Regions from separate parts of the Mus musculus genome. Here all the other regions are linked to region 1. A link is a contact called in public HiChIP or PLAC-seq and promoter capture Hi-C data. All regions are on one chromosome and are shown on one strand. The core of a region is the stretch at or near the end of the contact, and the rest is flanking DNA. Distances in the headings are between cores, read along the strand shown.

The links. Promoter capture Hi-C pulls out the DNA fragments that hold promoters and counts their contacts. HiChIP or PLAC-seq counts read pairs in DNA pulled down with a chosen protein or histone mark. Capture Hi-C pulls out chosen DNA fragments and counts their contacts.
Region 2: an H3K27ac HiChIP or PLAC-seq map of differentiating embryonic stem cells shows a contact between it and region 1, with 5 times the contacts expected there. The contact joins the promoter of A830035O19Rik here to the promoter of Ube4a in region 1. A contact is called at or near these places in 3 of 39 promoter capture datasets (hippocampal neurons, liver and pre-B cells), 3 of 115 datasets of contacts at active chromatin or transcription factors (astrocytes, differentiating embryonic stem cells and stem cell-derived neural progenitor cells) and 2 of 9 other capture datasets (adipose tissue and pancreatic islet).
Region 3: a contact with region 1 is called in a promoter capture Hi-C map of pre-B cells, with 2.3 times the contacts expected there. The contact joins the promoter of Hinfp here to the promoter of Ube4a in region 1. A contact is called at or near these places in 3 of 39 promoter capture datasets (erythroid cells, liver and pre-B cells), 2 of 484 Hi-C or Micro-C datasets (CD8 T cells and liver) and 1 of 9 other capture datasets (liver).
Region 4: a promoter capture Hi-C map of adipose tissue shows a contact between it and region 1, with 2.6 times the contacts expected there. The contact joins the promoter of Slc37a4 here to the promoter of Ube4a in region 1. A contact is called at or near these places in 3 of 39 promoter capture datasets (the HPC-7 cell line, erythroid cells and hippocampal neurons), 2 of 115 datasets of contacts at active chromatin or transcription factors (astrocytes and extraembryonic endoderm stem cells) and 2 of 9 other capture datasets (adipose tissue and liver).

What each region holds. Positions count from the first base shown.
Region 1 is chr9:44,962,512-44,969,395 of GRCm38.p6, forward strand. It overlaps Ube4a (ubiquitination factor E4A), which reads right to left and starts at 3,089. Exons shown (of 21, transcript NM_001346698.1): 1 at 2,974-3,089; 2 at 826-921.
Region 2 is chr9:45,949,949-45,956,832 of GRCm38.p6, forward strand. It overlaps A830035O19Rik (RIKEN cDNA A830035O19 gene), which reads left to right and starts at 4,038. Exons shown (of 1, transcript NR_152206.1): 1 at 4,038-6,050. Sidt2 (SID1 transmembrane family, member 2) reads right to left here and starts at 5,301. Exons shown (of 26, transcript NM_172257.4): 1 at 4,776-5,301; 2 at 3,177-3,298; 3 at 2,801-2,965; 4 at 2,666-2,711; 5 at 2,003-2,104; 6 at 1,812-1,895; 7 at 85-184. The coding sequence starts at 4,958.
Region 3 is chr9:44,301,612-44,308,495 of GRCm38.p6, forward strand. Hinfp (histone H4 transcription factor) reads right to left here and starts at 4,060. Exons shown (of 10, transcript NM_172162.3): 1 at 4,005-4,060; 2 at 799-976. The coding sequence starts at 967.
Region 4 is chr9:44,394,711-44,401,594 of GRCm38.p6, forward strand. It overlaps Slc37a4 (solute carrier family 37 (glucose-6-phosphate transporter), member 4), which reads left to right and starts at 3,644. Exons shown (of 8, transcript NM_008063.3): 1 at 3,644-3,911; 2 at 4,539-4,771; 3 at 5,085-5,328; 4 at 5,779-5,937; 5 at 6,137-6,222; 6 at 6,711-6,824. The coding sequence starts at 3,764. Gm26306 (a small nucleolar RNA gene) reads right to left here and starts at 1,205; the gene lies at 1,087-1,205. Mir7085 (microRNA 7085) reads left to right here and starts at 5,713; the gene lies at 5,713-5,778.

The sequences.
Region 1 (6,884 bases), core at 1,839-4,338:
TAAGCAAATGTTCACGGGCAGTCTCAGTCTTCCAAGTGATTACTCCTGAGCTGCACGTAGCCACACCACACCATTCCTCGAGATCTACTTCAAGGCACAGACTTATTACATCTGGAGATGCAGCAACAGGCCAAGCTCCCAGGCCAGACACTGTGGCGCTTCAGTACCTATGCATATGTAGAACAGAGAATGAAAATAAGCCTGCTATCACCTCAAATGCTGCCCTAGTCAGCTTTAACTGTCAACTTGACATAGCCTAGAGTCATCTTAGGGGAAAGCCTGGTTTGAGATTGCCCAGATCAGACATTTCTTTGGGGGAATTGTCTTGACTGGCTAGCTAATGGGGCTGGAGAGATGGCTCACTGGTTAAGAGCACTGACTGTGTTCTTCCAGAGGTCCTGAGTTCAATTCCCAGCAACCACAAGGTGGCTCACAACCTTCTGGTGTCTGAAGACAGTGACAATGTACTTAGATATATAAAATAAGTAAATAAATCTTAAAAAAAAAAAAAAGCAAGCAAGCAAAGCATCAGCCAGCAAGCAACATTCCTCCATAGGTTGTACTTCAAGGTCTTGCTTGAATTCTTGCCCTGACTCGCCTCAGTGATGGGATGTGACTTGCAAGTGCACAAATAATTCTTTTCCTCCTTTGAGTTGCTTTTGGTCAGAATGGTTTATAATGACAACAGAAAGAAGACTAGAAAGAATGTTACAAACAAAACAAGGTTTTGCCTACCCCACTGAAGTCATCGTTCTCGTATCTACTTAAAATAGGTATAGAGAATTTCCTTCTTTAGAAGCAAGGCTAAATCATGTGACAACTTACAGGAAAAAATGAGGGCCCACAGATCACCTGTTGAGAACCTCGGTGGAGATCCAGGTTAGACTTAGTCATTGAGCTTACACATGAAAATAAAAGTACCTAGGAAGAAAAGAAAGGTCTGGTGAAATGGACCCTCGATACCTGGTTTGGCTTAATACTTACTCTACCTATTTTAAGTTTCCCAGCTTGAGTAGAGTAGTGCATACCTGTAATCCTTGCACTTGGGAAGTGAAAACAGGAGGATCTTGATGTCAAGGCCAGCCTGAGCTACACAGTGAGACCCTGACTCAGAAATAAATAAGTAAGAGGTTGAAGAAATGACTCTACCAGAGTACCAGAGTCTGGATCCCAGTACCTGAAACAGGGCAGCTCACAAATGCCTGCAACTCCAACTCCAGGGACCTGACAACTCCTGCTCTCTGTGGGCATCCACACACTCTTACAGGTACACATCCATAAAAAAATAGATTCTTTAATAGGAAAGAAAGAAAGTGAGAGAGGGGAAGAAACAAAGAGATTAAGAGAGAGAGGAAGAGAAGGAAGGTAGGGAGAGAGAGAGAGAGAGAAAGAAAGAGAAATGGCTCAGTGGTTAAGAGTACTTGCTGTTCTTTTAGAGGACCACAGTTTAGTTTCTAGCACCCATGTCGGGCAGCTTACAACTTTCTGTAACTACAGCTCTTGGGGATCCAATACCCTTTACTTTTGTGGGCAGCTGCACACATATGGCATGCATATATACAGAAACACATATGGAGACATAAGCAAAACTAAAAAAATTATCTTTAAAAAGAAACAGTAATAGTAATAATAAACCCAAATTCCTTGTTTTCAGTTGCCACACAGAAACACATCCACTTTCTTGATAGCTTTTGGGATGGCACAACTACCAGCCCCCCCAAGGCTTTTGGATTTGATTCATTTTTAGTAAGTAACTTCACTTTACATACCTGCTGCAAAAGTCTACATCTCTAGGAAGTGTCAACCATTGGACCCATACAATTCTCTCATTTTCTCCTGACTCAAGCTTCTACTTATATAGAGTGCTGCTAATCCTTTAAGGCCACTACTGGCTCCTGAGAGCATACAGATATTTTAAGATCATGTCCAATCCAGTTTTAAAGTAGAACTATTGGTAACACTGAAAAACAGATTGCTATAGCCAAGTTCTATGGCTAAGGTGGGGTTGGGTGTAGCTCTGTTCTAGAGCACTTAGTATGCACCAGGGCTTAGTTTATAACCCCAGCAACTCCCTACCCCAAGCCCAAATTACACTGTATTAAATTGTACTCCATAAAGTCTCTATTTTGGAATTTAAAAATGTTCCCAAAGTAACATGTCTACCTGGAAATACCTTCAGTGTTACATTAGGTGTCGTAACAAAAATCCTTGCAATACGTTTATCTGCAAGCTAGGATCTCATCAAGTGAAGCACATACACGTCCGAAAACAAAAAAAGAACACAACACAACAAACAAAACCGTCTCTAACAAACCCTGGCATTTCATCTTGGGCCCCATTTTATGTCTCTGGGACCAAAAAAGTCAATGACATTGAGACTTAACCCATTCTTGCTCTAGGAGACAAAAAAGAATCCTAAAAGGAACAATACTAAACACAAAACGTCTGACTCTATGGTCAATCTGAGAAATGTTTTCTCGACCAAGAAAAACTCGAGCAGAATCCAAAGAGCTACAGCTGGGAAGCCGTCACTCGCTTTAAAAGTCAACCTCTTGCTACACGCACCCTACTGGTTTGATTGCTATGAGTCGAGCTTCATTTTGTCTCCTTGGCATCTGGCACTGTCGTTCACTCTTCGTATTTTATCCTTTGGGGTTCAGTAACATTCATAGGCAGCAGGGAGACCCACCCACCCTGCGCAGGTCCTAGATAAAATAAGTCAAAAGACAGCCACAGCCCACACTCGGGCCTTTCCTAGCAGGGACTTGGCAAAGAAGAAGGGAATGTGCAGAGCCACCGGACGCCGGAGCACCGTAAGGGTTTCCAGATTAGACAGGGTCGAAGTTCAAGACGGACCCGGGTCAGGCAAGCAGTTGAGAACAGCAGGCATGCAGGGGCCTTGACTGGCAATTGCTTAGGAGAAAACCGGGTCGCAGCCTCAACACTCTCGTCCTCTTATACCTTGCCTCTTACCGGAGCCTGAAAGGGCAGGGACGACGACACCTCACAGCTACAGCGACCAAAAGGTTCTTACTTCCGACTCAGCAAGGCAACCGGAGCTGACATCATCGCTGAGCGCCGAGCCTGTTGGGTCTTTACCCCGCGCCGGAAGTAGGGCGGTGTCGGGCTTCGCTAATGACAGAGAAAACACCGAGGAGGCGCATGCGCACGTTTGCTGGCAGCTAGCGAGGGTGGGGGGCGGGCCGGAAGTGGCTTTGGGATTGGGCTAGGCAGCAGGGCGGGGCGGGGCAGGGTTGGCTATGACTGCGTGCTTTGAAGTTTTGTGGAATATGAAGCTAGACCTTGGAAATCCATCTCTTGAGGGCAGATACACTATTGTGGTGTCGGGCTCTGCACAGACTGTGACTTTTTGCTTTTTACGCTCCCTTCTGTCCTATGGCTTTTTGGAGCCGTTTCACTCGTTGTGGCTTAGAAGCAGTAACAATACCAACAAGGACAATGTATAAGACGTTTTGAGCAGGTATTAGGTGCCAGGCAGCGCGCTATTTTGGGTTGGTCTTAGATTTATCTATACAATGCTAACAGTATACAGCCTACAAGTCTGGTTAATTTTTAGTTTTTAATTTTGAAAAATATTTATGAGCATTGATTGGTGTTTTGCCTGTATGTATGTCTGTGTGAGGGTGTCAGATTCCCTGGATATGGAGTTACAGACAGTTGTGAGCTGCAATGTGGGTGCTAGGAATTGAATCTGGGTCGTCTGAGCCATTTCTCCAGCCTTGGTTCTTAGTTTTAGTAAGGAAAATGAAAATTAAAACTGTAGTGAGTGGGACACCGTGGGGCATGCTGTAATTCTAGCACTTGGTACATAGAGACAGGAGAATTGAGCATCCGAAGTCATCCTCTGCTATTCAGTGAGTTTGGACTAACCTAGGGTTACTTCAAACCAACCATCCAACCAACCAAAACCCTACCCTATTCTGAGATACCCCTTAAAAAAAATTATATTGGCACAGCTCAATACCTCAGCAAGAGATTGGTAGCATACATGCATAGGAGTACCAGGCACTTCTTTGCTGTACTTGATAGTGTATATCTATATAACTGCTATGAAGTGAGATTTAGTTTAATAAAATTACATGTTCAGATATTTTTCAATGATATCTTTTATTCTTATTTGTTACTAATACTTTACATATATTCTAAGTGACATTTATTGTTAAAGCTAGACCAAATCCCTAACAATGACCTACAAATAATGAGACAGGAGACAATCTTGTCTTAGACATGACCTCCCAAATGCAACAAAATCTATAAAATGGAATTTATCAAAAAGACTTTTGCATTTCAAAAGTCACCATTAAGAAAGTGAGGTTGGGGCAAAGATTAATATTATGTGTTGTGTAAAAAGCCATTGCTCTGAGCTGAAGAGATGACTCAGCGGTTAAGAGCACCGCCTTACTTTCCAAAGGAGGCAGGGTTCAGATTTCAGCATGCACCTAGCAGCTAGAATCACTAACTCCACTCTCAGGGATACAATGCCCTCTTCTGGCCTCCATTGGCTCTGCATGCCCATTGTGCAAAGATAGACCAACAGCCCTAACACCCATATACACAAAATAAAAATAATACAAAATAAATGTTAATGTGGCTATATTGAAGTAGTGACAAATATTGTTGAAAATTCAAGATTCATAAAAACAAAAAGCTGTCATGTCAGTAGGGATGTAAAACGATGCTGTTAGTTTAGAAAAGAATTTGGCTGTTTCTTTAAGAGCTAAAAGTGAATTTGCCATATGATCTTCATTCCTAGGTCTTTACTCCAGAGAAATGAAATTATAGTTGCATAAAGAGCCTTGCACGCTGGGCTGTGGTGGTGTAAGCCTTTAATTCCAGCCCTTGGAGACAGGGCAGATGGATCTCTGTGAGTTTGGGGCCAGCCTCATATACAGAGAGAGTTCCAGGACAGCTAGGGCTACACAGAGAAACTGAGTCTTGAAAAAACCAAAATAAAAACAAAATAGAACATTTCAAAAGAATCCTCATTGCAGCAGTGCTTATAATAGCCGAGAAGTGAAACCATCATGTGTCCTTTGACTGGGGAATGGACAAGCAGTGGACTGCCCATGAAATGGCTTTTCAGCAAGAAGAAACAAAATACACATATACTTGGAGTTCAAGGCTAGATAGATAGCAGGACCTGTGGGAAGCCACATATGCCATTACAAGGTGACGCTGGCTACCACTGGCCACCACGCATACGGTTGGGTAAACAACCAATGTGTACATATGCAATAACGTTTTTTGCCAAGACACTGCCTGGCCCGGGCATGATAATGAGGTTCTGTGAGGTACTGAGAGTATAACCAATCAGGTGTGAGGCATGCAAATGAGGTAGAATGCATAACCAATCCGGGTGTGAGACACGCCTCTCCTAGGCCTATATAAGCAGCACCAGTGCTGGGCTTGGGGTTTCGCCTCTGCAATCAAGCTCTCCCAATAAAGAAAAAGAAAACTTGAAGAGACAGAGACTTGTGGCTGCTTGGGGTTGAGAGTCAGCATAAGGACTATTAAAACAGTGGTGGTGATGTTTTCAACCTGAATTATGATGGGGCAAATTACTAAAAACTGCTGAGAACAGGTGAAATCACTTAAAATTGGCAAATATTATCATAGGCTAATTATATATCATACAGGCTTCTTTTTTTTTTTTGGTTTTTTTTTTTTTTTGGTTTTTTTTTTTTTTTGGTTTTTTTTTTTTTTTTTTTTGGTTTTTCGAGATCTAACTCCTTCTGGCCTCATAAAGCACCAGGCATACATGTGATACACATACATGCTGGCAAACACCAAAACCATAAAATAAAACGTCAAGAATGAAACCTGTGAGCCCTGCGTGGTGGCGCACGCCTTTAATCCCAGCACTTGGGAGGCAGAGGCAGAGGCAGAGGCAGGCAGATTTCTGAGTTCCAGGCCAGCCTGGTCTACAAAGTGAGTGCCAGGACAGCCAGGGCTACACAGAGAAACCCTGTCTCAAAAAAACCAAAACAAACAAAACATTCTAAGTTTTAATGTTTGCTGGGTTCTTACGCAGGTCATAATTCAGTGGGCCAGTGCAGCAGTGAGGTGGCACATCAAGAAAAAGTATCTGCCACACAAATGTGACAACCTGAGCCCAATCCCCTGAGAAACAGAAAAAGAGAACCCACTCCACCATGTTGTACAGAGGCTGGAAGCTTCCAGGACTAGGCCTAGGATAGCAGACAGAGGCAGTAAGGCTTAGAGACGACAATCACATCACATGAATAAAAGTTACTTTTACAGGTGCTGGGGATTGAACCCAGGTCTCTTGGAAGAGCAGCCAGTGCTCTTAAGCACTGAGCCATCGCTTCAGCCCTCCAAAGGGAGTTCTTCACACATGCGTTGTTGTTTCAGCTATGTCTCCACATCATTTTGTTCCAGGTAGCAAGTGAAGTCATGCCTGGCAAACAGGCAGCACAAACTGTGCTTTAAGTAAAATGCTACAATCAATCAATCCTTAGCCAGTAATTGGTCTTGTCTACTTTATCCTTCATAATCTTCAGGTTGGATTAGGAGAAAATTCAAGATATATAGTGTTATATCATAGTGTGAGACATAGGGGAAAGGAGAATAAAGTGTACTTGAGAACTTTTCTTATATGCTTAGTATACACCTAAGAACATATGTAAGAAGCTCACTTGCCTGTGGGGAAGGCTACTCTGTGGCTGGACACTCCGGTGGAAGGAGACCTTTCACTGCATATGTGATTCACTGAGTAGTAGTAGTTGTTGTTATTATTATCATTGTTATGCTTTTACTTATTGTTATTACTATAGTGTGTGTGTGATGCGTATGCATGGGGTGTGCATATTCTTCAAGTGTATGTGGAGGTAAGAGAACAACAT
Region 2 (6,884 bases), core at 2,788-5,287, 990 kb after region 1:
GATCCACCAACAGCCACATGGTCCTTTCTATCTCCTGGGACGCCACTGAGCCTGATCCATCCCAAACCAGTACATGAAACATACCTTCCACAAAAGGGTAGAAGGGCAAGGACCCTCCGCAGGCCTGGTCCTCAGTCTTCACTACCACCACCACATAGAAGCTGTTGCTGGGGAAGTCTTTCCGCTGCAGGAGGGAAAGGAGGAGGAGGAGGGGGAAGAGGAGGAGGATGCTGGTGAACATTACTGTTGCCGTCTTTTTCTGAATATGAACTTTGGACCAGAAGCTACAAGCCTCTTTCTAGATATAGTTTTACCCAGTCCTTGCATAGATCTCTTGCCTCACACTTCTGTGATGCTGACGATCTAATACACAGCCTCTCAACTGCCAGGCAGGTGCTCTACCACTGAGCTGCACCCACGGGAGAGGAGCTGCCATTATCTTTGTCACACAGGCCTTGAGAAGTTAGGGTTAGGGCCCAAACCCATACCCATGCTACAATCTGGTGAACAAGTGAGCACGTATGCGGTGCACACAGCTTGTCCTGGGCACCAGCCAGAGATGGCCCTACTCACATATACCAGAGAACATAGGAGCAGGATGCGGGGGGTGGTAAAACATCAAGCAACAGTAAAATGTTTCTGAACGAACGACAACCGAAAATCATTCAAAATCAAACGCACACTGCATCCAAGGCGCTTCTAAAAGCACTCAGCCATGCTGTTATCAGGTGGTGTCACCTCAGCCCTGATTCTGAACACACACGTGCTCTTTGTACCATGTACGCCATCAGAGCACACGACGCCAAGGAACACTGTCTGAAACTCAGCTTGGGTGCTAGAGTACTGCACACGCTGAAATGCGGGGTGTTTACTGCACACCCCAAGTTTTCTGCTCTCACAGAAACCTTCAGTAATGGGAAAAAAAGACTTTGTGTTTTCCGACCGCCTGACCTCAAGCACGTGGGGATAAAATCAATGCACCTTGGTCTTCCTGGATTGTGCTAGGTAAGGATGTGTGGTTTAAATAATTGTTCTGAATTCCCAAAGGACTCAATGAGATTTGATTTGGGATTACGACAAGATTTTTAACAATTATCTTTTTTAAAAATATAGGGGCTGGCGAGATGGCTCAGTGGTTAAGAGTGTCGACTGCTCTTCCAAAGGTCCCGAGTTCAAATCCCAGCAACCACATGGTGGCTCACAACCATCCGTAACGAAATCTGATGCCCTCTTCTGGAGTATCTGAGGACAGCTACAGTGTACTTACTTATAATAAATAAATAAATCTTTTTTAAAAAAAAGCACATCCTTGTAATAAAAAAAAATATATAGAACGCCTCACGAATTTGCACGCCATCTCTGCACAGGGGGCCACACTAATAGTCTATACCATTCCAACTTCAGTGTCTGTGTTGCTGAAGAGAGAACTCAACAGTTTCTAAAATGGCCCTAAAAGTGTTTCTGCCACATGGTACCATACGTTGATGCAAAGTGGCACCCTCAACACTGATCATTATAAAACAAAAATATGGTTTCGAAGTAAATCTCTGCTGCTCTCTTGTAGCATATCTGGCCGGTGCCTCCACGTTATATCTGAGTAAAATCCTTTGCTTTGCCGATTTTAAAAAAAAAAAAAAAATTAAGAGCTAGTGACATGGTTCAGCGGAGAAAAGTTTCTCAGGCAGCACAAGGTCAAGTGAAAAAGTTTAAGAATCTTAAGGCAGGAATGGGGACAAGGACAGGGTGTGGAGAGGCATCTACTTCAACAGCCAGCCCCGTCCATCCCTCAGAAGGGCACATGCATTTCCTACCTGCACAGTGATGGCTGCCTTCTTAGTCATCGTCTGGTACATGCCAATGAAGGCTACATTGTTGTCCAGATCATAGACAGGGCACTGTGGAGGAAGGAAGGAAGAGGCAGATGGATGGGGAACTGGGCCCTGTCCCCTCTGCTAATGTCCCAACTACTTTCTGATGGAGGATAAAATGACAGACAGCTTACCAGGACATCTTGGATGGAGATGACTGAGCAGGGGAAGGCCTTCTTGGAGGTCACCTTGACAATTACCGAGTCCACACCATCAGGAAACTCGTATTTGAAGTACTGAGAACATAGGAAGGGAGAGTGTCATCTCAGGAGGGTGCTCTCTCTGCCCCTCCGAAGGGATCTGTCTCCTCCAAGGGAGGTTTCAGAATCTTCTTGGCTCAGACAATGAAGCTACGAGGGGAGAAGAGCCTTGACCGTGAACATCCCAGTCCTGCATGTCCCTGAGCACTGATATCCTGTGTGTCAGCTGGGCACATAGGATTGTGCCTGAGAGGCAGAGTAGGAAAGTCAGTGAGCAGACCCTGTCACTGCACTGTCCCTGCCTGTCTATCCACACAGGAGCTCCGAGAGTCCCACCCTAGAGACAAAATTAATTGCTAGTCCTAGCAATTCTGTACCTACTCCTGCTCTCATATCCAAATCTCCCCCAATTTTCTTTTTTGTTGTTGTTGCTATCTTGAGACAAGGTTTCTCTGTGTAACCTTGGTGACTTAGAACTCACTATGTAGACTAAGCTGGCTTTGAACTCAAGAAACCCACCTGACTCCCAAATGCTAGGATCAAAGGCATGTGTGACCACGTCAGGCTGAGGGACCCCATTTTGATAAGGGATTTTACCTGGGGCTGGGCTGCAGTGGTATTAAAAGTAAACAGCTCTCCAGTCCTACAGGGAAGAGAGGAACCCTACAATTACGCTCAGCACTTGGGAAGAAGGCAGAGGCTGTGAGGTCCCCTCTCTCTTACCCTCAATACCTGAGCACAAAATTGTCCACACGGTTGACTCGGAGCTGGTAAGTGGTATTGACGGGTGACAGGGTAGACACGTCCACATAGAAAAACTGGATCTCAGACTCATTCTTGGTGGGGGGCTGACACAGAGTTCGTTCCACTTTTTGGTAGAGGTACTTCCGCTGATATCTATGGTCCAAGACAGAGAAGAGTGTGACTAGTCCCAGCCAGCCTGAGTTCTTCCTATCAGGTCCCCATATTTCCCATTCCCTGGGCTGACAAAGTTACCCTCCTGCCACTGGGCTCAGGGAGAAGGGAGAAAAACAAAAAGGTTCCCCGGGTGAGGGTCCCTGAAAACCTGGCAAGGATGCCCCTCCCTACATCCCCAGGTCTTACTCACAGTCCTCGAAGGATTAGGGGCACCTGGAAGGACACAACAGCCTCCTTCTGGCGGACCACAAACAGCAAAGGCGCCCCTTTCTGCTTGTTCAGGACATTCACAGACACTCGCACACCCTCGGTCTGCAGAGAAGGAGGCATCCTCTTTCAAACTCAGCTCTCTGTTCCTCAGACACATGACTCTACAGACTGCAGGCTGAGCTCTGCCCTGTGCCGTCCATCCTGGCCAGCCAGGACACTGTCTGTGCTTCTCCTTGTGAGGGAACAGGCCAAGTTTCTAGAAATGACTGACACTGTCCGGTCCGAGGCTTGAAGAAGCTCGCTCTTGGAAGAACGGGTATACAGAGCAGCAGAACCCAGGCAACAGCAGGGATATGCAGCGGAGACCTTAGAAGGTTCCAGGATAGCCCACATGCACACACATGTTATAGACACGTGTCTACACACGTCCCTGTGCACACACTGTCACGGGAGATCAAGACGTGCCCTCAAGCCCTCAATCTTCTTCCTCATGAACTAGGAAAGCAGCAAGAAGCTCCGGTTCCACTGCTACTCTGGAGGCCAGAGCCCTGCAGGGAGGGGTGTAGGGAACTGTGTCGAAATACAAGTTGTCTCTCTAGTTCTGACCATGGGCCAAGCTCTGAAGTGACTTTCCATCTGAACCTTGATTCACCCTCTCTAAGAAAATAAAGAAATAACCCACCCTCTCTGCTGCGGACAAAGCTACACAGGACAGTGGGCGTTTAAAAGTGAAGAAATCACAACTGCAGACAACTAGTTACTAGGTTGCTGAAACCAAATCTAGGGGTAACGTTTCCCTGAGGGGTAGGTGCCACTTCCGGGATGATCCTGGAAATGGTACTCAAAAGGGGAGATCAGACTTCAAGGAAATGGATCCTGATGGTTGATCATGGCCTGCCAGAAACCAAACTCCTCTCCCTCCCAAAGAAAGCCTCAGGTGCCTCCTCCTCAACTCCAGTGCTTCCGAGTCAATCCAGATCGGGCCTTGGAGAATGAGCAAGAGAGCTAGGCAGGCCACACAGCCAGGCAGCAAGAATCTCCCAGGCTGTGCTCTGCCTGGGCCCAGCTCTGCCAGCCTTCTTTCTACTTTCACTACTGGGAAGAAATGAGTAAGAAGTCGGAGATAGTTCTGTCTTAGAAACAAACTCCCTTTTCTCTTGCCACTCAGCCTTCGAGGGCCTTATCTTGTCACCTTCAACTTACAAGGCCAGCTGGCTTTCTGAGGCAAGGAGGTCTGTCTCCTTCACCTCCCTGTGACCGAGCTCTTTCAATTCTAAGTTGGCCCCATCTGGAGTTGTCTGAGCCACGCAAGGCTGGGAGCCTGTTTTCCCCTCACCCCGACCTCACAGACTGAGAGCTAGATTGAGAGCCAGGTCACAGAGCAGACCAGACCGGTCCTGATCACAGCTGGTGGCAGGGAACTTCCCAAGCTGCCCCGCTGGAGCTGCCCGGGAATGCTGGTGGAAACCAGGTCTTGGCAGGGGGAGGGCGGCTCAAAGGCTGGCGGAGAGGAAAGGGGCAGCATCAAGTCCAGGCCGGGCGCCCACCCGCTCGGCCGCCCGTGGAGTCCCGCGCTCACCCGGTTGCGGGTCACGGTGTGGTTGAAGGTGTAGATGTTGACCAGCTCGCTGTTGACGTCGTCCGCGTAGGTGCGCTCAAACTCCGCGTCTTTCTGCGAGACGTTCTTGGGCCCCAGGGCCCCCAGGTGGCTCTCGACGGAGGCCACCAAGAGCACGCACAAGGGCAGACGCCAGGCGATCATGGCCCGGGACGGCGGGGATTGGCGACGGGACGGCGACCGGGCGCGTTGCGGCTGCCGCAGCAGCTTCCAGCATCTCACCGGGACCAGAACTTTAACCCCGGCCTCAGATAGGACGCGTCCCCTCCCTGGAGCCGCTCCTGGGCCTCGCGCGGATCCCGGCTCGCGAGGGCGGCACCGCGACCCGCTACCCCAGCCCGGCCCAGCCCGGCCCAGCCCGGCTGGAGACCCGGCGTCCGCTCGCGCCCGGAGAGCCGAGGCGGCGGTGGCCCTGGCCCGAAGGCTTCCCGGACGCGGGCCCTTTAAGGGCGGCGGACGCGGCGCAGAACTCGGAGCTACCAGGAGCTGCGCCGCGGTAAACAGCGGGCTGTGCCCGCCCGCTTACGTCATGGGAAACCGACGCGGATTTAAAGGGCCAGGCTGCCTCTACTTCCCACGCAGCCGTCGCCGCCTCCTTCCTTCGCTGTCCTGTGAGCGTCTGGAGTTGGGTTTTTCACGAAGGATCACTAAGTATTGGATTCTTGCTTTTGTGGTCCGCGTTTTTTTGGCTTTTTGAGACGGCTCACATAACTCAGGCTGGTCTGGAACTGGTCGTGTAAGTTTGGAGAGTCTTGAACGCCTGATCCTCCTCCCACCTCTACTGCTGGGTGTTGGCATTGCTGGCAAGATTCACAGAGCCCAGTAAGTGCAGGGTCTTGCTGACAGATGATTTCTTTGCTCAAGACAGGAATTGTGCTCCAAAATCATTACCCCAGCATCATTCTTTTTCCCTCATTGGCTCATAAAAGCGCCTGCCCACTGAGAGCAGCTCAGCGGCCGCTCCCCTCTCACAGTAGAGGGGATAACCAGAACCAGGGCACCATAACCAGGATGCCTTCCAACCTGTGAGCTCTGTCCCTACTCTGCAGAAACTGCTTTGTTTGTTTGAACAAAGCCCACGGAAAGATTCTGACCTTTCGTTGTCAACTGGCAAAAACCTTTCTGAGGAACTGTTTTGGCTTAGGCTTAAAAGAGCTCTATACCCTTCAACCCAGTCATTCCACTCCAGGGACTGTGTCCTACGAATAAGAAATACAAATAAAATATGGGGACAGCAATTTGCATCCCTGTGATCTTGAGAAAGCTCAAAGGAAACTGCTTGTTCACAGTGAAGGAAGAGGTGGTCAGAGATACTACTATGAAGTTAAGCAGATAGATTCTTAATACCATCAAAGGGACATCTAAGGAGGGAATTCAAGAATAACATTATATAAGTGGTATATAATCCAAACTTCAGACATAAATAGGAAAATATGCACAAGAACCGAGCTGAGATGGCTTATCAGGAAGAGGCACTTGCCATGGAAAGCCCGGCCTGAGCTCTACACCAGGGAGGAGAGAACTAACTCCACAAATTTGTTCTCTGACTTCCACAGACACCTGGCAACATGTGCTTGCGCACTTCACACACAGACACATGAACAATAATAAATTATATATATATATATACACACACACACACACACACACACACACATGTACAAGGGTGGATGAAGTGTCTCAGTGGGTGCGGGTGCTTGCCAAGATGCCTGATGACCATCTCTGGGACCCAAAAGGTGGAAGAGGGGAAAAACCTGACTCTGCAAGTTGTCATCCGCCCTCCACATGCATGCTGTAGCACCTCTGAAACATACACATATACACAATATGTAATTAAAGGTCATTACAAAGAACACAGACACACACACAGACACACAGACACACACATACACACACACACACACTTGGGTTCCATCCTGTTAGGAAAAGTATCGGTTCAGGGAGCCCCAAACCAAGTTCTCAGCACAAAGGAAGATTGATTTGCCACAGAAGGCATGGAATATGAGACAAAGACAGGAGACAGTGGATGAGGGAGAAGGGGAAGGGGTATTTGAGGACAAAGGACTGCCT
Region 3 (6,884 bases), core at 2,810-5,309, 660 kb before region 1:
ACCCCAAACATATTCCATGGCAAGCTCACACACCACACACATACATATATAAATATGTGTTCCCACTTCCATAAAGAATGTTTAAGGGAAGAGGTCCAGCAAGACGATTTAGCAGGTAAAGGAGCTTGTATCAAGCCCGATGACTCGGAGCCTACTCCCATCAGGGGTCCTGTGATGTCCACACTCCATCCATGGCATGCATGTGCAGACACATATACACACAAAAGTCACACGCTCCTTCTGCTCGTAATCATTCTTTACACCCTTGCTGACTGACTTCTCTAGAGATGACTTCCTAATATTTTTATGAACGAAGAAAGTATAATTAAGAAAATAAGCCTCAGAGGGCTAGAGAGATGGCTTAGAGGTTAAGATGGCTGCTCTTCCAGAGGACCTAGGTTCCATTCCTAGCACTCATATGGCAGCTCACTACTCTCTGTAACCCCAGCTCCGGGGGATCCCACACCCTCATACAGACACAAACGCAGGCAAACGCCAATGCACATGAAGTAAAAAATAAATAAAATAAACTTAAAAAAAAAAAAAAAAAGCCAGGTATGGTATGCACTCCTTTAATCCCTGAGCTCAGGAGACAGAGGCAAGTGCACCTCAGAGTTTGAGGCCAGCCTGGTCTACAAAATGAGTTCCAGGACAACCAAGGCTACACAGAGAAACCCTGTCTTGAAAAAGAAAAATGGGGGTTGGGGACGGGGATGACTCACGACTGTTCCCTCAACTGTCCTTTCTCTAGCGGTCGGTCGGAGTCACACCTCCCTTAAGCTCCTTCCTGCCCCTTACCAAGTGGGTCCTCTTCCTCTTCTTCCTTAGAGCCATGCATGTGCTGCTGCAGGTGCTGAGTGACATGGTCGAAGAACTCCTCCATGGCCGAGCACACAAAGGAGCAGGACCCCCACTCACACTGGAGCCCCAGGTTCTCCTTCCGGGGAACTTTTCCAGGAGGCGACATGGCCTTTACCTTAGAGGAAGAGGAAGAAATCCAGAGTTGTAAGACTGTATTCCAGGGCTGCTGGAGGCAGACGCAGGCGAGCAGCCCACTGAGAGCCAGCAGGTATTTTTCGGTATCTCGAGTTTTTGGGTTTGTTTTGTTTTTCAGTAGGGATGGACCAGCAGTTTCTCAAGCTCTACAGGCTGTCTGGCTTCCTGGAAAGAGAGAATAATACTGAGCGTGGGCCAAGCACTAAGCTAAGGATGTTAACAGACATTTTCTCATATAGCTTCTGAGCATATTCCCATGGGAGACAGAACAATGCTCAGTTTCAAAGAAAGGCACCAAAGTTAAATCCCAGATCCCACTGCCTACCGCCTACCGCATGTGAGGTCTTGGCCAAATTGGGGATAACAAAACTTTTTGTTTGGAATATCACACTTACTGTATATATAGCACTATTTTGTTGAATGGAGATGGAGAGAAGGCTCTGGTTAGGAGCCCAGACAACTCTTCTAAGGGATCTAGGTTAGACTGCCAACAACCATATGGCTGCTACAACCATCTATAACACCAGCTCCAGGAGATGAAACACATTTTTCTGCCCTGAGAGCACTGCAGGCATGTTATGTGACCTCCATACAGGTAAAACACCCATACACATTAAAGTAAAAATAAATCTCAAGGGGCTGGAGATATGACTCAGTGGTTAAGAGCTCTGGCTGCTCTTCCAGAGAATGTGGGTTCAGTTCCCAGCTCCCATATAGTAGCTTACAACTGTCTGTAATTCCAACTCCAGAGGATCCAATATTCTCACACAGACTTTTGTTCGTGAAAAACACCATTGCATGGGAAAGAAAAAAAAATGATCAAGTTTTTTAAAAAGCCCTCACAAAAATACTATTTTGTTCTTGTTTTGGTTATTTTTGGTACTGAGGACGGAATCTAGGACCTTATAAATAGTATTTGGGACAGGGTTTCCCTAATTGACCCAGGTGGGCCTTAAACTTACTCTGAGGTCTGTCTACTGTGCTGCAATCCTCCTGCCTCAGACTCCCAAGTAGCTGAAATTACAAGTTTGAGCCACCACACTCAGCCATGGTAAACACTCTGTGTGTGTGTGTGTGTGTGTGTGTGTGTGTGTGTGTGTGTGTGTGTGTTTGGAAGTCAACTGGAAGGGACCCATGGTTCCTCAAGAATCAACCATCTGAGGGCTTTGTTTGCTTTTGATAGAGTCTCTCCTTGCCCTGGAGCTCACTGAGTAGGCTGACCAGTGAGCTCCGAGGAGACTCCTGTCTCTACTTCCCAACAGGATCACAAACATTCATGGGCCTTTTTACAAGATGGGGTCTCTCTGGCTGCCTTGAAGCAAGCTATGTAGACCACGCTGGCCTTGACCCATCCATCTCTGCTTTTCAAATGCTAGGATTAAATGCCTGTGCCACCACTCCCAGCCATTGGACTCTTTGCTTTTTTAATGTGGGCTCTGCAGATCAAACCAAGGGCCTCCCGAGGTTTGTGAAGCAAGTACTTTACTGAGCCACCTCTAGCCTCATATTAAGCATTTTATTTGCATCATGTTATTAGTAACACTATGAGGCAGGCATCATTTAAACCTCATTTATAGATAAGCTGAAGCTGAGCCCAAAGTTCATATTCTTATTTCATATAGCCTACATGACCCTGAAGCATTCTACTCCTTACTGGATTACGTTAAATTTTCCGTCAGGCATTCAATACCATAATTTGTCTTTGCTTTGCCCACACAATACTAGATCCCACTACTCCTTTAACGTTAAAATGTAGATTCCATTTGACTGAAGGAGCCCTGTTTACACTCCAGTGTCTATACTTTACTAAACATTTTTAAGAATATAATAAGCTGGGCGTGGTGGTGCACGCCTTTAATCCCAGCACTCGGGAGGCAGAGGCAGGCGGATTTCTGAGTTTAAGGCTAGCCTGGTCTACAAAGTGAGTTCCAGGACAGCCAGGGCTACACAGACAAACCCTGTCTCTAAAAACAAAACAAAACAAAAGTATATAATAAGTATGTAGTTTAAAAGAACGAGAACAAAGTGAAAGGTTGATGCAAAATTTCTAGGAGGGACATTAAAGGGACAATTCTGCAGAAGTGAGATGGCTCAGTGGGGGAAAGCAGCTCTTGTCACACTAGCCTGACAACCTGAATATGACCCCAGGAACCCCACCACCACCATTCACTCACATATGCTCACACCACTAATCAAGTGGTGGGGAACAGGGTGGCGTTGCCAGTCTTTGAGACAGGATCTCTTGAGAATTTCAGGACAGCCAGAGCCACAAAGTTAAGATGGTCTCACAAAAAAGAAAGCCACCACGGACATCACATTATGTCTAAGGGTGTATCTGTCTGAAGAGGAAGTCAGAAGGATGGAGAAGGAAAATAAAACGAAACTCCTTAGTTTTGTGATCTTAAATTACTTAAGCCATATGGGCCTAATGCACTACTGAGGCTCACTAAGGGTTTGCTACATCTAGCCTTGTTTCTGAGTGTTAATTAGGGGATGGAGAAGCATCCAACCCCCCCAGGATCCTTACCTGACATTTCATCACTAGTCAAAGTACAAAACCATCCCATCAACAATTATCAGGAGAGTATATACTCTATCGCCAGGCACCAATGAACTCTGAGCCACAATCCAGAAGAAAGGCCCAGGTCCTAAACAAGGACTCACAGACCAGGATCTGACGGCTGAACCCCGCAACCAATCCAAGGCGCAGGACCAGGGAGATCGGGACACGAAAAGGCCGGTGGGCAGCCTCGCCTGGGCGCTGAGGCCGGAGGATAGGTAGCTAGAACTCAGAGGAAGTAGCCCATCCGGGAGAGCTTCCCGGGATCCCCGGCGTCAAGCGTGGTGCCGAGGGAGTCCAGCCGCAGAGACCCCCTAGCCCGAGGGCGCGGAGGCTAAGGGCCGGCACGGACGCCACACCGAGCGGCTCCAGGAAGCCCGGCCTTCCGCAGGCTCCGGAGAGAGCCGCTTTAGCCGCCAAGGTACGGGAGCCGCAAGCCTCCACTCACCTGCCAGCGCCGCTGGTTTGCCCAGCGCCCCACCCACCTCACACCATCTACCCCGAGGCGTTTGAGCGACGACCAGCGACAGCCAATCGCCGCTCTCGAGTCGACCGACAGCCAATGGCCGCTGCGTCTGTCAGAGCCCGTGCGCACCAAAACACGGAAGAGGCGGGAATCGTCCCGGAGAGGGCTCCGAGTCCCAAGGGGGAGAGTGAGGGACGACCGGATGTGGCTGAAGTTCGCGTCACCTTCAAAAGTGGGTTGGGCCTGCTCCCGACTGTGCGCAGGCGGGAAGCTTTGAGGCTTGAATTCCCACTACTGCGCAAACTCGCGCCGACCACCCACTGGGCATGCGCCTAGTTTGGCCGGCCTTGTCTGTCATCTTCCTCACGGTGTTTGTAGTTCGGTTAGTTGTCTAGGTAGTTCGCCTACACTGGGGCACCACCTTCATCTTTGATTTTCTTAAGTCTTCTCTGTTTTATGTACCGTACCCCAGGTTGACCTTGGACTCACAGAGACCCACCTGCCTAAGTGCGCCACCTCACCAAGTTTAAGGGATACTGGGGGATTCATTCAAGGGTTTCTGCTTGCTAGACAAATGCTCTACCAACAGACACACACACACCAGCCCCGGAGTCTACTTTTTTTTTTTTTCTTTTTTCTTTTTTTTTTTTTTTTTTTGGTTTTTTCGAGACAGGGTTTCTCTGTGTAGCCCTGGCTGTCCTGGAACTCAGAAATCTGCCTGCCTCTGCCTCCCAAGTGCTGGGATTAAAGGCGTGCACCACCACGCCCGGCCGAAGTCTACTTTCTTTAACACGTGATCATCCATATTCCTCTATCTTCACTTCCATTCTGTTCGACGAATGACACCCATTCCAGAACTCCACACTCATTTAACATGCCCCAGTGCTTAATTTCTCTACAAGACATCCTTCACAGAGCCCAGCAAAGTGATCTTTAACAAAACCAGACTCGATCAAGTCAGAATTCTGTGTAAAATATTCAAAGGCGTTCTGTTGCCTTCAGTACAATGGCCCCAAACCAAATGGAGAATTTCCAAACGCCAGCATCTGGGTGCTGCCTACCTCAAATCCTATCTTGCGTCTTGGACCTCATTTCCTGCACCTCAGACACAAATTTCAGTTTCCCCACCACACTGTGCCTCCTTTTACTTCCCATGTGTCCACTTGTTTTCCCCTGAAAGTCTCCCCTTCCCACTTCCCATTACGTAACTAGCCATTCTTGTGTTTTCAATGGAGACGGTCCTTTGCCTGAGAATTGACTCTTCTTATTATGATATATTGTATTTGTGCTTACTACTGTGCAGTCTACACTACCCAGTGAGAAAGACCAGTTGCGCCTATTTCTTCGTTTTTATAAACCAGTCACAGTCACACAATCCAGTGAAGGAAATTCAGAATTTAAAATTGCCATGCTCAAGCCAGGCGTGGTAGTGCATGCCTTTAATCCCAGCACTCGAGGGGCAGAGGCAGTCGGATTTCTGAGTTCGAGGCCAGCCTGGTCTATAAAGTGAGTTCCAGGACAGCCAGGGCTACACAGAGAAACCCTGTCTCGAAAAAAAAAAAAATGCCATGTGCGGCGGCACATAATTTCACTCCTAGCACTCCAGAGGAAGCGGCAGGTGGACCTCTGAGTTTAAGGCCAATCTGGTTTACATAGTGAGTCCTGGACCACCCAAGGTTAGACAGGGAGAGAGACCTCCCCTCCGAAAACAAAATACAGCCAACCACCACAATGAGCTTGGTGTGGTGACACATACACACTTGTACTCCCAGGGGAGGGGCAGGGGAAGGGGAGGCAGGAAGGAGGATCATAAAACCTGAGGGCAGTTTCCGGGAGCTGGTACTATATAGTAGGTGACAAGACAGCCTGGGCTAGAGACACTTCCTCAAAAATCATTTTGTCTGTGTCCTATGTAAATAAAAGTTTAGAGACAACATAAAAATAGGTCAAGTTGAGCCAGGTGTTCACAGGCCTGTAAACCCAAATCTGCTGCAGCTGTGGAGGCAGAAAGATCCTACAGGCAATGTCTCGAGAAAGAGAATGTAGCTGTGGTCATGATACCTCACTTCTATAATCCTGTGTAGGCCTGGCTGGCCTTGAACTCACAGAGCTCTGCCTGCCTCTGCCTTCCGAGTGCTGGGATTAAAGGCATGCACCACTACAACTAGCTACGATTTACTTCTTTAATGTCTACAAGTATTTGCTGCATGGATGTGGGTACAGCATGTGTGTGCTGTGACTGCAGAGGCCAAAAGAGGGCATCAGATCCTCCCTGTAATTGGAATTACAGATAGTTGTGAGCTGCCATGTGGGTGCCAGGAATTGAACCAGGGTCCTCGTCAAGAGGACTTGGTGCTTAAAAGCAGTGTTTAAGCCACTTCCTCGGAACCATCTCAAGAATTAAAAGCAAACCTTTATAAATACTTTGACTAAATGTATGTGCATCATGCATGGCCTGGTGCCAGAAGCGGGCACCAGAACCCCAAGAACTACAGTTGGACAGATGGTTATGGCTGCCAGGTAAAGTGCTGGTAACTGAGCCAAGGTCCTCTGCAAAAGGAGCAAGTGTTGTTTGTGGCTGAATGTTCTCTTCTGCCTCACCCCTCGTTTCTAGGGTGCTGGGATTAAAGGCCTGCACCACCAGCACCCAGTTTTTATTTATTTATTTATTTATTTAAGGTTTTTTTTTTTTTTTCGAGACAGGGTTTCTCTGTGTAGCCCTGGCTGTCCTGGAACTCACTCTGTAGACCAGGCTGGCCTTGAACTCAGAAATCCGCCTGCCTCTGCCTCCCGAGTGCTGGGATTCAAGGCATGCACCATCATGCCCGGCTCAGTTTTTAAAGTCCAGACTTCGAGGTAGTG
Region 4 (6,884 bases), core at 2,394-4,893, 570 kb before region 1:
GGTGGTTGTAAACCATTCCATGCAAGTGCTAGAAACCAAACTCCTGTACTCTGCAAGAGCAGTGTGTGTTCTTAAGTGCTGAACCTTCTCTGTCTTTTAAGTGCTGAGATTACAAGTGTGAGCTAATATGCCTAAGGGGAGATTCCCTGTTCCAATTCAATCTCTCTCTCTCTCTCTCTCTCCACCTCCTTCCCTTCCCTTCCCTTCCCTTCCCTTCCCTTCCCTTCCCTTCCCTTCCTCTTCCTCTTCCTCCTCCTCCTCCTTCTTCTTCTTCTCTCTCTCTCTCTCTCTCTCTCTCTCTCTCTCTCTCTCTCTCACACACACACACACACACACACACACACAGAGGCTTATGTACTAAATTTAGAACCTTAGATGCTCTAACCTTGAGCTACCTCCCCAACCCTAGAGCCCAGGCTGACCTCAAACTCAGATCCCTCTGCCTTTGCCTCCCAAGTGGTGGGATTAAGGCCTGTGCCACCACACCTGGCTCCCCTGGAGCTTTCCCTTGAAGAAACTCAGTCCTTGGTTCTGTCACCTACCTAAGAGCACAAGCCTGGTATATACCAGGCCTCAGGTTAGTAGATACTTAAGTTTAGGACTGGTGGAGCCCTAGTTTATCTCCTTTTCCCCCTGGCTTTCAGTATTCTAAACCACCTTTGCTCTCCAATCTGGAGTACTTAAAAAAACAAAACCCAAAAAAACCCTTCAGTCGTTTTCCTGTGGGATGCTATGATAAAAGAAAATTCTGAGACATCTTAAATTCAACTATATATAAAGGTAGAAAGCAAAAAGAGGAAAGAAATGGTAGTGGGTTCTTGTTTGCATGAGTCAGAGTCTCACTATGTGTATCGGGCTGGCCTGGAACTCACTATGTAGAAGAGGCTGGCCTTGAATTTACAGAGATCTTCCTGTTTCTGACTTCAAAGTCCTGTTGGGATTAAAGGTGTTGGCAGAGATGCTTGTTTTTGTTGTGTTTCATGTAACTCAAAGCAGCCTCAAACTTGCAACTGAGTTAAGGGTGATCTTGAACTTCTCATCCTCCACGGAAACTACAAGTATTTCCTGTAGACTGTCCACCCATCACATACTCCCTCTGTATGTGTCAAGACTCATACGGAACAGTGAGTTCTAGGTTGAGAAGAGGATTTATTTTGCACTTGTCTAGCCTGCCTTTGTCCATCAGTTGAACAAACACACCTGTATCATCATTTTAAAAAAAATTAACATATGCTTTTTCTTTGACAGTGTCTCGCCTGTCAAGATTATCCATTCTCATCTTGAACTGGCTCTGCAGCTCAGGCAGTGAACTCCCTGCCTCATCCTTCTGCGGAGTGGAATCCAGACTGTGGTCTGGGCTACTTGGTCAAAGTCAGCCTTAACTTTTCTGACCTCTCAGAAATCATCTGTGGAGCCCTTAAAGGATCAGAGATTGGTGCTGACAGTGAACAGTTGTGAGACTATGGTGGGTTCAAGTCAGGTTATAAGCGTGTCCTTAACCCTAGGCACTTGGAGGCAGAGGCAGGAGGATCACCCTCCTGGTTCCAAGCTATGTCTCCACAAAGTAGTGGTTCAAGGACTGGAACATGAGGTTGAAGCCAGGCATGGTGGCATGTATCTTTAATCCCAGCACTCAGAGGAGACGAGGCAGAGGCAGTAGAATCTGAGTTCAAGGTCAGCTTGGTCTACAAAGTGAGTACAGGTAAGGCTACACAGAGAAACCCTGTCTCGAAAAAAACAAAAACAAAAACAAAAAACGAGAGGGAGGGGGAGGGGGGGAAAGGGGAGACCGGTCTCAAAGGAAGTAGTATTCCAGGCTGTCCTTTGACTCCACACCTACGGTAACACATACACACCCAACACATACACACCACATGACCATTAAAAAGATTTTTAAAGAACTCGAGGTTTCGTCGGAATTCTGTCTTTTAAATGATGAGACTATATTGTTTTTTCTCTGTTCCGACTAATCTGACCACGAATTAAAACTCCAAATTGTGCTGAATTTATTTTCCAGAGAAAACACCATGCCTCTACAATTCAGGGAGTTTCCTGAATCTGCACCCTAACAGGAGGCACTCTATAGACACTGATCGACGAAACGTAATAGGTCATGTGGTGCTCAGCCTATAAGCGGCACTGTCCTTTCACTGGAAGCTGCTTGACAGGCAGGATGACGTCTCCATCCCAGGGTGGACAGTAGTCCGCCCAACTCTGTGCATGCGCACCAGCCTTACTCGAGTCCCGCCCCATCCCACTAGGGGTTACCGCCTCCGTCCAGGTAGGGGTGGCATGCGAAGGAGGGGCGTCAGTGAGGGCGGGACTAGAGGGCAAGTCTGGGACCTTGGGGCTCCCCTGACTTCCGACTACGCCGGAGGCTGTCCGGGTGACTGCCCTTCCGGGATGGCGACAGTTCCACGGCCCAGGGACAGCGCTCTTGCAGATGCGGTGCCCTCGTGGCTGCAGCGCACAGTCTCCGCAGCTCTCTTGCTCCTGTCCCCAGGACCCGCAGTTCCCAGCCAGGAGTCGGGTGTCCCGGGTGGCTTGAGGACACGGGGTGCTCGGCAGGTGGCAAGCGGCGCCGCCTGCCCATCCTGACTGGCAGAGCCTAGGCTGCCAGAGCGAGGGGCCTCCCGAGGCTACGTGCGGCTTCTCTCGCCTACGCCTTGTGCTCCAGCGGCTGTGCAGCGGAGCAGAAAGCTGCGGTGGCGTGCTTCGGGGACCCACAGCCCCGCAGTACGGACCCCCTACTGATGTCGCAGGGTAATAGGGATCCAGAGGCAGTTCCAAGGGGGTCTCATCCAGACCTAAGCCCTAGGCGCGCCTTCTGCGTGTCATTGCAGGGTGAACTGAGGGGCTTGTCCCCCCGTTTAATTTTGCAACTACTGCAGTTATCTCGCTCCTTACCTACTGTTGTTCCTTGCACATTTCAGTGACAGAGGCCAGCCTTAGTGGAAAAAGGAGAATGGGAAATTCCAGAAATAAACGATAGGCTTTAAGAAACTTTTACTATGGTGCCTCATTGTGTTTTACTATTTACTTACTAGGTCTAATTTATGTATCTACCTTTTATCACTGTGTGTATAAGGAAAGTGTATGCGCTGTTCCCTACCACCATGAGGAGTTCAAGAAATATATCCCCCAATGAAGGGGATACCTATTAGGAAACTGTACTCCATTGTGTGCTAAGCATTTGGTGAAGGCTCAGCAGTGGGTGTGGGGTTGTTTTTAAGGTATGTGGTTGATTGAATGAACCTGGGGGGTAGGAACCGATCTAGTGCCTTTCACAATGTCCGGCAGCCTGGCACCGCAAAGGAACCTGAGAGAATGAGAAAGTTCATTGACCAAGGGAGTAGGGCTATACTGAGAGCTTGCTCTGCTCATCCTACCCGAGCCTCCCCTGGGCTTGTGCAGACAAAAGTAATTAGGCTGAGCCTTTAATCACAGCTGGCTTCACAGGCAAGAAGACTTGGGAAAGGAGGGAAGGGCAAGCAGTCCTGGGGACCCTCTCCTCCCCCGGTTTGGCTCTCAGTAACCTGTTTTCTTGTCTCTCTCAGGACACTGGGTTCCCTGGTTGCTGCCCCAGGCTTAATGATTGTCCAGAAGGCGGCTATAAAGAGCCTGGGTGGAGGAGAGAGAAAGCGCACAGAAAAACACAGCTCAGCAGATCCAGGCACTAAAGAGAGCTAGCTGCAAGCAGGAGCAGTCAAGAATCTGTGGTCAGAAGTACTGGAGTGGGCCAGCAGGGCCAGCTTTTTCTACCATGGCAGCCCAAGGCTACGGCTACTATCGCACTGTCATATTTGCGGCCATGTTTGGAGGCTACAGCCTGTACTATTTCAACCGCAAAACCTTCTCCTTTGTCATGCCCTCCTTGGTGGATGAGATCGCTCTGGACAAGGACGATTTGGGTAAGCCATGGAAGGGCAGGGTGGTGGGCTGTGGGATACACCATTTGGAGTATGGTTTGTCCAAGCATGGGGGGTTTCAAGCTTGTATCAGGTGGAGAGGCTGAGCTCCATGTGCCTGGGTGTGGGTGTACATGTGAAACCAGTGCTTAGCCGGTGTATATGCCTGGCACCCACACGTGCCCAGGAGGTGCTACTGGGAGCGGGTAGCAAGGTTTTCACACCTGTTCGTGCATGCTGCACCTGCAGGTCACGGTGAACACTGGGAGAGTAGCACCATGATTTGATGTGTCCTGCGTGCTACCTGCCAGGGGGAATAAGATCTTTGACTCTAGAGTCCTTCGCATTCAGACGTGTTTGGGCTTTTGGCGAGCATTCAGAGTGAGGTGGGAACTGCATATTCCAGGGGTAAAGAAAGAAAGAAATCCAAGAGGCTGAGAAGGTCCAAGTCAGCCTGGGCCTGTGATGCACGGCTCAGCAGGCAGGAGAGTGTCAAATCCGGGAAGGAACCTGTCTCACCCTGCCAGGCACCTGTACACACCTGACCCCTTACCTTCCTCCGCCCCTCCTGTGCCTCTGCCCTGTCCCTAACCCCTCAGGTGTCCTGCTCCCTGCTCCCCTTCGCTGCAGGGCTCATCACAAGCAGCCAGTCGGCAGCCTACGCCATCAGCAAGTTTGTGAGCGGGGTTCTGTCAGATCAGATGAGCGCCCGCTGGCTCTTCTCCTCTGGGCTGCTCCTGGTTGGTCTGGTCAACGTAGTCTTCTCATGGAGCTCCACAGTGTCAGCCTTTGCTGCTCTTTGGTTTCTTAATGGTCTGGCACAGGGGCTGGGCTGGCCCCCCTGTGGGAAGATCCTGAGGAAGGTGAGTGCATCTGATGAGCCTGAGGGGGAGGGCACCCAGTGGGCACTTGGGAGCACCTCTTCTTACACAACCCTTCCACCCCTAACCCATAGCAGGTTCCTTAGGAGTTCCCTGCCAGCTCCTGCTGCTGTTGGGATATTTTAGGAGCCTGAGGGTGGTGGGATCGGGTGGCAGACGAGGGACTGGGCTCCGCCAAGTAGAAGCACTCTTCCCTCATCCCTGTAATGTGAGTGTCTAGGTCTGCCACACTCGAGCTGCTCCTTCTGTGTGGCCTCTAAGCCAGGCACCTATTCTGTTCCCCTCTGCCTCACAGTGGTTTGAGCCATCCCAGTTTGGCACTTGGTGGGCTGTGTTGTCAACCAGCATGAACCTGGCTGGAAGTTTGGGACCTATCTTGGCAACGATCCTCGCCCAGAGCTACAGCTGGCGCAGCACACTGGCCCTGTCTGGGGCACTGTGTGTGGTTGTCTCCTTCTTCTGTCTGCTGCTTATCCACAATGAACCTGCTGATGTTGGACTCCGAAATCTGGACCCTGCCCCCTCCAAGGGCAAAAAGGGTAAGCCTCTATCAAGCTGACTCCTAGAGCACCTTCCTTTGCCCCTGGCTCCGCACGATTTTGTTAGGACTAGCCTTTGCCTTGCCCTGTGCTTGCCACTGGATGTAGGCGAAGGAATGGTAATGGAGATTGGGTGGGAGAAGTAAAGATTCTATCCTGAAATCAGCCAGCGCATCCTGAGCCTTCTCTGACAGCACAGATCTCTCCATTCTGGGTAACCCCCTAAGTTTAAGCAGTTTGGGTGCCTTCTTCCACCTGCACCGTCCTCATTTCCTTTCATTTGCATCGAGGTAGGGGAGAGGGAAGCAGGGCTTTGAGGGGGTGCCCCACATCAATCCTGGTGGTGCTCACAGCCTGTTCTGGCAGCTGGCTAATGAACGGTGGTGGTGCAGTGGGGGCAGGCCAGCAGGAGCAGAGCCCAAGTCCTAGCTGGCCTCTCCCCACCTTCAGGCTCATCAAAGGAGGAGAGCACCCTACAGGATCTGCTGCTGTCCCCCTATCTCTGGGTGCTGTCCACTGGCTACCTCGTGGTCTTCGGAGTAAAGACTTGCTGTACAGACTGGGGCCAGTTCTTCCTTATCCAGGAGCGAGGGCAGTCCGCCCTTGTGGGTAAGATGAGTGTTTAGACAGAGAAGGGTGTACAAACCAGGGGCCAATGCAGGAGATGGGATCTCCACCCTCTCTCCCTTTCTCTACTTCCCCCTTAAGGCTGGGCATCCTTGGAGGTAGGTCTGTACCTTGGGATAACCTCAATGGGAAATCCCTGTTCACTCTTTTCCCTTCCTCCTCCCCACAACTCCCCATGCAGGTAGCTCCTACATCAGTGCCCTCGAGGTCGGAGGCCTTGTAGGAAGCATTGCAGCTGGTTACCTGTCAGACAGGGCCATGGCGAAGGTGAGTGGGCAGGAGGAACTGCGAAGAGAGGCCCTTTGAGGCTTCCTCGCATGGCTGGGCCAGCCAGTGGAGATGGGAGTCCTGGCAAATGAGCTGGTTAGCAGAGGGTAGACGTTGGGTGAGATGGGAGTGTTTCCAGGTTTCTCTTGACCTGCCTTGGTGAGCTTCTCTTTCCCACTGAAGGAGACCCAGAATCTCTCTCCCTAGTTAGTAGGCTTCTCTGCCTCAAGAAAACTAGGGGTGGCAGTGGACTAGGTACAGCTCCCTAGCACGTGTCCCATGCCTGCCCCAAGGTGGAGGAAGGGATGTTGTGGAATTTGGCCTCAGAACACGGAGCAGCTCCCAGGGCCTCCCAGAGCTGTCTGGGTCCAAGAACTGTGACAGATTGCCAAAGACCTGTCAGCAATAGCCCTGCTGTGTCAGAGTCCAGGGGTGGGAGTGTTTTGCCCTGCTTGGAGGGCCTGATATGGCTGTTATTGTATCCATAGGCAGGGCTGTCTCTGTATGGGAACCCTCGTCACGGCCTATTGCTACTCATGATGGCTGGGATGGCAGCATCCATGTTCCTCTTCCGAGTAACGGTGACCAGTGACTCACCCAAGGTAAATAGAGAGCCTGGCTGGCTGAAAGGTACAAGGAGAGGAAGTAAGACATCCTCCTCT